Regions from separate parts of the Mus musculus genome. Here all the other regions are linked to region 1. The links are chromatin contacts, called in public HiChIP or PLAC-seq and promoter capture Hi-C maps. All regions are on one chromosome and are shown on one strand. Each heading gives the region's core, a stretch centred on a gene start, on an enhancer-like site or on the middle of the called end of the contact. The rest is flanking DNA. Distances are from core to core; before and after follow the strand shown. Region 1 holds the start of Lbh (limb-bud and heart). Region 2 holds the start of Srd5a2 (steroid 5 alpha-reductase 2). Region 3 holds the start of Xdh (xanthine dehydrogenase).

Region 1 (2,906 bases), core at 108-2,607:
CCTGCGTTTTTCTGATTACAGGGCTTATGAAATACGGCTCTTTTAGGACGCTCCAGTTTTTACTCAGGATGTATATAGGTACGCATAGTTGGGAAAGCAGTTATTGCAAAGTTGCTCTTAGAAAGAGTAGATGCTGAAAATTATGAGGTCCTCTTTCTCAACATCCGCGTGGCCCCTGCTACTGAAAACTCGTCTCTTGATGCCAGCAGCTTTTTGCTGGATATAACCAGTACGCTTTTCTTTCAGGGTGCAGACTTATTTTAAATCACATTTAATTGTGTTTAGTTTTCGACCACGGCTCTCCCTTTCCCCAGTCCCTTTATGCACATAGGTCAAGGTTAGGAAGCTGTTTTACAAGAGTAATTGAAACAGAGGCCACAGCGGGGCAGCGCTGGGTACTGAGTCAGACTCCGTTCTTCCTGGCTGTAGGGGCTGCACAGCAGTTTAGTCTCCAAGATAGACACCGGAACTGCAATTCCTGGGCTATGAAGGAGTCAGTCTCTCAACTCTGTGTTTTCTATCAGATGGGCTCTGGGAGCTAAGGCTAGCCGGGTGTACTTGTATTCCGCTCGTTCTCCTCACCCTCTACTCCCAATGCAAACCGTATATGCTACTCTGTGTGTGTGTGTGTGTGTGTGTGTGTGCACACGCAAGCGCGCTCGCGCAACGGAAAAACCCTAGTAAGACACCACATCCTTTCTCCCACAAACAGAACCCTCCATGGACTCCAGGACCGCAGACTTTTAGAAAGCCAACAATGCCCCCTCCGGCATGGGTGCCTCCAGCCCCGCAGCTGTGCAGCCTTCTTTCCCATCTTTTCCTTTTTCCCCCGGCCCCGCCACGATCGGGATGCCACAGGCGATAATGTCCAAGAGAGGCCTACTTTGCATGGATGACCAGTGAAGGGTCCTGAGATGTGGAAGTCACAGAGAACCCGACAGCGGGCGCTCGGATGGAAGAATGGCGCCCTCCCCCGGCGATCTGTCTCTTCCCGCGTGGGCCCCCATTCCTTCCTCACGCCCACCCATCCCCGTAGCCCTTAGAGTCCCTGTGTTCAGAGAGGGGGCTGCGGACGCTGCGGATTTATGGTCAGGAAGCTGCGTTGACATTGAACTCCAGCTCGGGAACACGCGTGTGTGTCAACGGTGGGGAGGGGGGCGGGCTCGTAGCTGCTGGGAGCCAGCTCAGGCAGGGTGCAGAGCCCGGCTGGTCCCCGCCGCCGCCCGCGGGAGCTATGAGCGCTGAAGCCATTCATGATTTTGGTGACGTTATTCTAAGAGTGGGCGAGGAGAGGCGGGGCCGCTCGCCGACAAGCCCCGCCCCTCCCTTATAAATGCTGCTTCCCGGGCTCTTTGTGGGACCCGGAGATCGGTGGAGAGCGGAGAGCTTGGTCTGCACTGCCTACGCCGTTGGCAGCGAGGCTGTCTCCGGAAGGCGGACCGGCGCTAGCCCAGTACCCGCTCTCGGCTGCCCGCTGCTCTCCTCTGCGCCCCTGCCAATCTCATTCAGGACTCAGTGACTGGTTTTTTTTTGTTTGTTTGTTTGTTTTGTTTTGTTTTGTTTTTCTTAATCACAAGGGCGTGGGTCAGCCTCCCCTAGGACTTCATGTCTGTATATTTCCCCATTCACTGGTGAGTATCCTGCGCCTTTGGCGGCCGCCAGTTTAACCCGGGTGGCTGCGCAGCCCGGCAGCCTCCTAGTGCCGGCTCCGGGTACGAGGCCGGAGAGTGGCACGGACACCCAGTGCGGGTTAACCCGCCAGCCTCAGCCCCTGCAGGAGTCGACGTCAAGGTTGCAAAGCTGGAGGTTGGGGGAGGCGGTGCTGAGAGCATCCAGACAAAGGAAGTGAACTCGGAACCTTCACTTAAGTGGCGGCCAGAGGGCGTGGATATGGTGGCGTTGGGTGGGGAGAACCTGGGGTCCCACCTGAAGCCCCCTAAGGAAACCCTGTCCGCTGAGGGCCACAGGAGATGAGTCCTGCTTGGTGCAGGGGGCTCCGGTTTCCCGGGCCCCTCCCCTTCTCCTTTTTGTTTGCACGCAAGTCTCGGCGTCGAGGATGGCTGCAGAGGGGCCGAGCTGGTGCAGCCGCTGGGTTTGCAGAGCTTCTGGGGGAGGGAGGATGCTGGGGAGACGCTCTCCGCACAAACAAGCCACAAGCATCAGGGTGCAAACTACACCCTCACAACCCCTGCCCTCTCCGTTGTCCCTTAAATCCAACGCGCCTTTGTGGAGGGCCGGGGCTAGGAAGGAGCAAGCTCTCCCAGTGCCAGATTGGAAGAAGCCGGCCACTGCTGAGTCGGGGGCTGCAGAGATTTGCCTGCAGCCGGGGAAGATCGGGTGTGGAGGATCAGAGCCGAGAAGGATGGGGGACAGGCCCCTAGCTGCTGGGACGTGCGCGCCAGCTGCTTCTTCCTTCCTGCTGTGGTGTAGAGGAGGGGCGCTACAGGGAGGCGAGCACCCGTGGTCCTGGAGCGCGCTCGCAGGTGCCAGCCTTGGAGAGCCAGACCCGGGTCCAATGCAAGGTCTGAACCCGGGGAGAGCGGCGCTATTCTGCTTAGCCCAGGAACTCTGAAAGTTCGTGTTTCTCAGTTTAACTTTTTGGGCCCGCGCCACAGTTCCAAAAAGGAACAGACGCCGCTACAGGAGACGACGACCCTGGTCTTAACCCTGTAATGCTATTGACTCTCTTCTTTCAGGGATTGGAGGCAGCTTTTCCAGACTAGGGAGGAAATTGTTAAAGTCTAGCTTCTAACCCTAAACTTGCCCCCATGACAGTCACCCTTTCTTAGTCTCTCCTCCCCCTCCCAGTTTAACTGTGATTAGAGGGGCCAATGACTTTCAAAACAAAGTAAAAATCCCCTACACCTGAAGCTTGTGTACCCCCTCATGTGCAGACAAGTCAGTTG
Region 2 (2,906 bases), core at 181-2,680, 1.1 Mb after region 1:
GGTCCCCGTAGGCTTTTTTCTTTTCCTTTTAAATCTAATTTCTTACCTAAATTGATCTGATCTTCCGACCCGACCCGAGGGAGGAATTCTCTGCTCCACAAGGCACAGTCAGCCTCTGGCAGCCCTTAGCTGCTTAAGCTCCCTCCCCTGTTAGTTACCTGTGTGAAGAATCTATCAAGGACTGGGGGCCTGGAACGGAAAGTATTCCTTGGGAATTAGCTGGTCATCCTGACAGATATCAGGGGTGTCGCCTTCAATTACATAACCTTCCTGAGCCTTGGTTTCTTTGACTGTCCAGTGGGCATATCAAAGACATCTCCCACTTTTACAGTGAACCCAAACAAAAGGACAGATGCTAACAGGTCACAGAGGTGCTTCAGTGGTCCGCCTACTTGCCCTGGGGTCTCTTCTGGAGATTGCACAGTCCTTGGATTCTCGGTACCTCTTTGATCGCTTTCCTGTCTTTTCCTCCCACCACAAAAAGGCAAATTTCTGAACTCAGATTTTTTTTTCATCTAGAACGCCTGAGCTCTCGGTCAGCTTTGCCTGGCTCACTTCTAAGTCCTGAAGGTCTTGGGAAGGTAAATCAGTCGTCAGTGAGCTCGGCTTCTTAGGAGTCGTGTCTAAACACAATCCTCTCTATTCTCTTCTCCTCTATAGATGGGAGGTGGACTCTGCCCGCTTCCTTCCTCAGTCACACAAAGACCAAACTGATCAGAAGAACTTCTGAGAGTTCCAGAGTTTATCACCTCCCCGAGTCCCTGAACCAACTGGACCTGGCATTATCAGAGAAAGGTGAGGTCTATGAGACAGAGCAAGGCGCACAGTTGGAGATTGAAGGACCCTGGCCGATGGCATCTGCCCAAACTGAGTTCTCCAGCTTCATCCACCCATCCTCGCAGCTACTGGAGCATCCGAGGGGCGCCCAGGAGACATCGAAGGCATCTCCTGTGCCACTGGTGCTTCCCAACCCTGGGGATTCCAGCCTGAAGTCCCTGCCTGGAGCTCCAAACCTGCCTTACTCTGCGCTCCTCCCCACTCTTCGCGCTGCCCCTCGACGTTAGTCCACGCGCTGGAGCCGAGCAGGGAGGTATGCTCTGTGGAGAAAAACGCTAACCTGTGGAAGTAATGTGCGGAGAAGAGACCCAGCAGCACATTCCCCGGAGGTCCAAAGAGGGAGCGCGGCTGCCAAGCGAGCATCCCTACCGACACCACAAAGGAAGGCAGCTCCTGCAGGAACCAGGCTATGCGTGCGGGCAGGAGGGGAACTCCCGACGACACACTCTCGCTGTGTTTCCCGTAACTGGCGGGTTTCCCAAAGCACAGGATCAGGGTCCCCATGGTGGCCAATGTGGCGCTACCTGCCAGCACCGGGACCTGATGGCACACAATCGGCATCTCGCCTGTGTTCACAGCTGGTAGCTGCTGCCCGCCTGGTGGAGAGCGCGGGCCCCTTTATGGAGCGCCAGACGCCACCCCGTGTCCGCCCCTCGGACCAGGGTTCCCTCCCCATTATAGCCCTCCCCCACCCCACCCCCCCTTCCGCGTGCCTCCCACCTTGGCGCAGCCCGCCCTGGCTCTGCTTAGCCACAATGCCCATTTCTCCCGTCTGGTTCTTTTGACTTCAGCTGGGACACAGAACTGAAACTTTTGTAGAGACAGACAGTGTTTTGGGGGGTGGGGGCTTCCCTCTCCACCTGTGCCCTCTGTCTGCTTTGATTTTAGTTCTTGTCCTCCATACGTGGCCCTAAGATGCCTTGATCCTCGTTCACCAAAGCACTGGGGCTTCTCCATCCCTTACGCACACCCTCAGCTCTGTCGCCAGGCAGTGCCCACCATGGATCTCCCTGGCAGGACTTTCCACCTGCAGCAGTTGTCCATGCTTCTCCACTCCCCTCAGTTTCTATCCAAAGCCAGATCCTTCCTCCCGTCCTGGGCTTGGCATTCTGGTACTTTGAAACCCCACCATTCTCTCTATGTACTGGGACCTCCTCTCCTCTGTTACTCTGCATGCCTGCTAGCTACAGCTACGGCCACACTACGACCTTCCCTCCACCTCTCAGGCAGGTGCCAGCCAGCTTTTAGGGTAAACGCCCAAATTCCTCCTGGGTCTCAGGGTCGCCAGCCTTGGAGAAAAGTTTGTCCCTCACATGTTCTGGTTAGCCCTGTGGCAAAGATTCTGAAAACTCATACAACACCCCGCCCCACCCCCAGGCTCCTCCAAAGCTGGCACAAACTCTGCCTAAAGTTTCGGCGTTCTCTAGAGCGTTTTCCCAGTTCTGAAGCGCTTGAGCTGGATTCCATAGAATGGTGACGATGCTCTCTAAGCACCCAGCACACAGCATTCCGCACACCGGACCGGACCGGATTCTTTTCCCGCTTACGTTTTTCCCACTCTTTCCCCAACCTCCACACACCCCAGCCCACTTCCATTCCCCTATCTCTATTTTGCTTCCGAGACAGCCCTCCTTAGCTGCTCCTTCTTCCCCTCTCCCCTCCTTCCTCTGCTCTCTATTTTGACCTAACATCTTCTCACCCCACAACCCTTTCCCATACTGCTGGTCCCTTCAGTCTTCCATCTTCTTGTCTCATCTTTGATTACTTAGGACCTGTTTCCACCACCCACCCCCGTCCCTGTTGGGGGCACAGCTCACCACGCTTTCTCTGCCCTGCCTCCCCCACCCATCCCCCCCACCGTCCCCTTATTTCTCACTCCTTAATTCCAGCTCACCTATTGTAGGATCATTCTTACTTCCCCATCCACTCCAACCAGTCCTGGAACTGGTTGAAACAATGCATATATCCGTCTGTTCCAGATTAGGGAAGTTTCCTCTGACAAATGGGGATTCATTATTGATCCAGGGCATCCTCTTCTTGCTGACCAAGAAGTAATAACCATCGCCCTG
Region 3 (2,906 bases), core at 233-2,732, 1.0 Mb after region 1:
CGACCTTAGAGCAAGATATGACCTTCAGAACACTTTGAACCTGCCACTAGCTCACTGGGAAAAATTCATTTATGAGCATCCCAAAGATGATGATGTCTGTGTGTGCACAGTATTTCCAGGGAGCCAAGTTAACAGCTGTTTCCTCACCTCTGTGATGCAACCATTGGGCACAAAAGACATTTAAAAGATTGAGTTCAAAAGCCTTACTACCATCAGCTTAGGCATTTCACCCTAGCCCTTGTCTTGGTCCAAGCTTGCCCAACACACACACACACACACACACACAAAAGCAATATATCAGAGAGATTCAGGGATCCAGGGATGGGGCCACTCCCACTGAATCCACAGGCTTTACCGTACTGGTGTTGAAATGACTCCTAAAGTTTGCGTGCTAGTTAGCCAAGCAGATGCTGGCAGTCTAAGCCCTTAGGAATTCTTGAAATCACATGTCCATTCTTGCAAATTTCTTCAGAAATTACTCAGTCTCTTTAATCAACACAAAAGTGTCAAAATAAAAAAACAAGTAAAATTGTTTGGGGAGGGGGGGAAGCCTTTGGCCCACTCATGGTTTATGAAGTCCATGTGGCCAGTTACAGTGGGGGAAATGAGGGTTCTTCTCCTGTGACCTCAAGTGGGGAGCTGCAGTGCTGGGAGTACCTTGAAGGGAGGCCAACAACGCCAGAAACAATACACTTAGCTTGCTCCTTCTCTCCCTGCACCGAGTTGACCTTGCAAAGATTCTCAGGCTATCAGGGATTTTGTGGACCCCATACCACTTTACCTACATTCACAAGTGCCGTTTAAGGGGTTTGCAATATTTACATATAGAACTGAGAGATGGTGATGGAGGAGTCCTTTATGAAAATAATGACAATAATGGCTTGCCACAAGGTGTCAGTATATGTTGCCGCACAGTAAATCAGCTCTAGTTAAATCTATGTACAGGATCATATATCAGAACCAGTGGCTGTGTGTGTTTTATGTTCCGGCATTAGCATAAAAGTGCCCGCCTCCTGCTGTTTGTATTAAAGAGAGCCACTGAAACACTAGAAACAGAGAAGAAACACAGAAATAGGGAAGTGCTGTTGCCTCCTCCTCTCACCTAGACTCTGTTCCTTTTCCCACCTCTGAGCCAGTGTGTCCTCTAGCATAGAGTGGCCATCCCTCTCTCTTCCCTCCCCTTCCTCCTTTGCCCTCTGAGCGTCTTGCCTGTGTTCATCTTGCTCTAAAGTTACCAAACTACAGCAATATCTTTTGAGGGGTAAGATGAGACCAGAACACATCAAAGTGTCCACACAAGAGAAGTGACACAGGTCCCCTTTCAGACAGCAGAATCTCTAAACCAAAGGTCAACTGCCACTTACCTTTTTGCCATTCACAAAGAAGACCAACTCATCTACCGTTGTCCTCGTCATCGTGACGGCCGGAGTCCCCGAGCTGCTGCGAGGTGCTTGTAGATATCACTGCCTGCAACTTGAAAGATACGCCTCCCAGCAAAATGAAACAAAGTTAGCCAATGAGAAAGAAGCAGCTCCAGGCATGGACAGCTCTTGGCAAGAGTCACAGGTTTGCACAATCCAGGAAGGACCAGACAGCCAATCCACAGATCCTACTCTGTCCTCCTAGTCAAAGTGCACAGAGGAAAGTGCAGCCGTAGATTAAGGAAGCCTGCATCTTGGCACCAGATGACTGTGAATTCTGGGCACCTGCCCTTGTGAAACCTGCTTCATCCTCCTCCCACTTGCCATACCAGGAAGAGCAGGGAAGGAGCAGTTTGCCAGCCACTGAGGCTGATTCACTCTCTTCCCGTTCACACTTGTTATTTTCCCAAACCGGCTCACCCTGACACAGGCTCGCCACTGGCCTGCACAGCTCACTCTCTCAGGGCCTGGCAGAATGTGAAGGTCAGAGACACAGACCCTTATGTCCAGACTCAAACCCTGACCTTTGACTACAGCCTGTCACTTATCGCCTGCAGGACTCAGCTGTTTCTTCCTGGAAAAGGGACATCAGGATGACACCAAAAGCAGAAAGCTGAAAAGCAAAAGGTCTCTCGGGCGTGCCTTATAAACTTGCAGAGAATGGAAATAATCACTTTTGAACAGTCACAGGAACAATCCCAATAACAAATCATGTTCCAGAATTTCACAAAACTTGTCAAATTATCAGAGGAACTCATACACCAAAACATATTACAAGCACCAAGTAAATAAAATAAGCTAATACAACAACACCCACCACAGTCTGTTAATAGAGCTGAGAGCCCCCAGCTCCATCAAGGACCATTAGCTTCTGGTGTAAATGCCTATGCACAGCATCCACTCAGACAACACTCGTGGGCTCTCCTTGCTCCACCTCCCACCACTCCATTCCACCCATCTTCACATCAGCAGGCACTCTGTCCTTCCCCAGCCCTGCAGTCACTCAATCACTCAGCCAACCTACAGGGACACATGTGTCATCGTCCTGGAAGACCACAGAAAAGGAAGAAAAGTGCATGGTCAGATGAGCCTGGTGCAGCAACAACATTTTGGGAAACAGGACTCCTGGGACAGTCACATCATCAACACAACGCCCCTTTGCTGGCACAGCCCTGACGGAACCAAGAATGAACTTATTTGTCGGTCAATTGATATCCCAGTTTACCCTTAGACTTATGCACCAAATCCCTTCAAGTTTCTCGGTCCAGGATATTCTGGTCATCATAAAACAGTACTTGCTACCCGGAATCAAATTCCTTACGAAATGGGCAGTTTGGCTGTCTGGGGATGTTAGTGACATGCCTGGTAGGGCTGTTGTTGAAGATGATGATGATGATGATGATGATGATGATGATGATGATGATGATGATTATGATGCTTCTGAGACCAGGAAATGGAACTAACCATCCCAAGCCCAGGATAATC

What was found. Promoter capture Hi-C pulls out the DNA fragments that hold promoters and counts their contacts. HiChIP or PLAC-seq counts read pairs in DNA pulled down with a chosen protein or histone mark.
Region 2: an HNF4G HiChIP or PLAC-seq map of pancreatic cancer cells shows a contact between it and region 1. The contact joins the promoter of Srd5a2 here to the promoter of Lbh in region 1. A contact is called at or near these places in 2 of 39 promoter capture datasets (embryonic stem cells and hippocampal neurons) and 2 of 115 datasets of contacts at active chromatin or transcription factors (large pre-B cells and pancreatic cancer cells).
Region 3: a promoter capture Hi-C map of liver shows a contact between it and region 1, with 4 times the contacts expected there. The contact joins the promoter of Xdh here to the promoter of Lbh in region 1. A contact is called at or near these places in 5 of 39 promoter capture datasets (the 3T3-L1 cell line, hippocampal neurons and liver), 3 of 115 datasets of contacts at active chromatin or transcription factors (embryonic forebrain, large pre-B cells and neural tube) and 1 of 9 other capture datasets (adipose tissue).

Annotation. Positions count from the first base shown.
Region 1 is chr17:72,916,948-72,919,853 of GRCm38.p6, forward strand. Lbh (limb-bud and heart) reads left to right here and starts at 1,358. Exons shown (of 3, transcript NM_029999.4): 1 at 1,358-1,631. The coding sequence starts at 1,606. It overlaps Gm30375 (predicted gene, 30375), which reads right to left and starts at 1,208. Exons shown (of 2, transcript NR_168598.1): 1 at 1-1,208.
Region 2 is chr17:74,046,430-74,049,335 of GRCm38.p6, forward strand. It overlaps Srd5a2 (steroid 5 alpha-reductase 2), which reads right to left and starts at 1,431. Exons shown (of 5, transcript NM_053188.3): 1 at 1,118-1,431. The coding sequence starts at 1,398.
Region 3 is chr17:73,948,714-73,951,619 of GRCm38.p6, forward strand. Xdh (xanthine dehydrogenase) reads right to left here and starts at 1,483. Exons shown (of 36, transcript NM_011723.3): 1 at 1,365-1,483. The coding sequence starts at 1,415.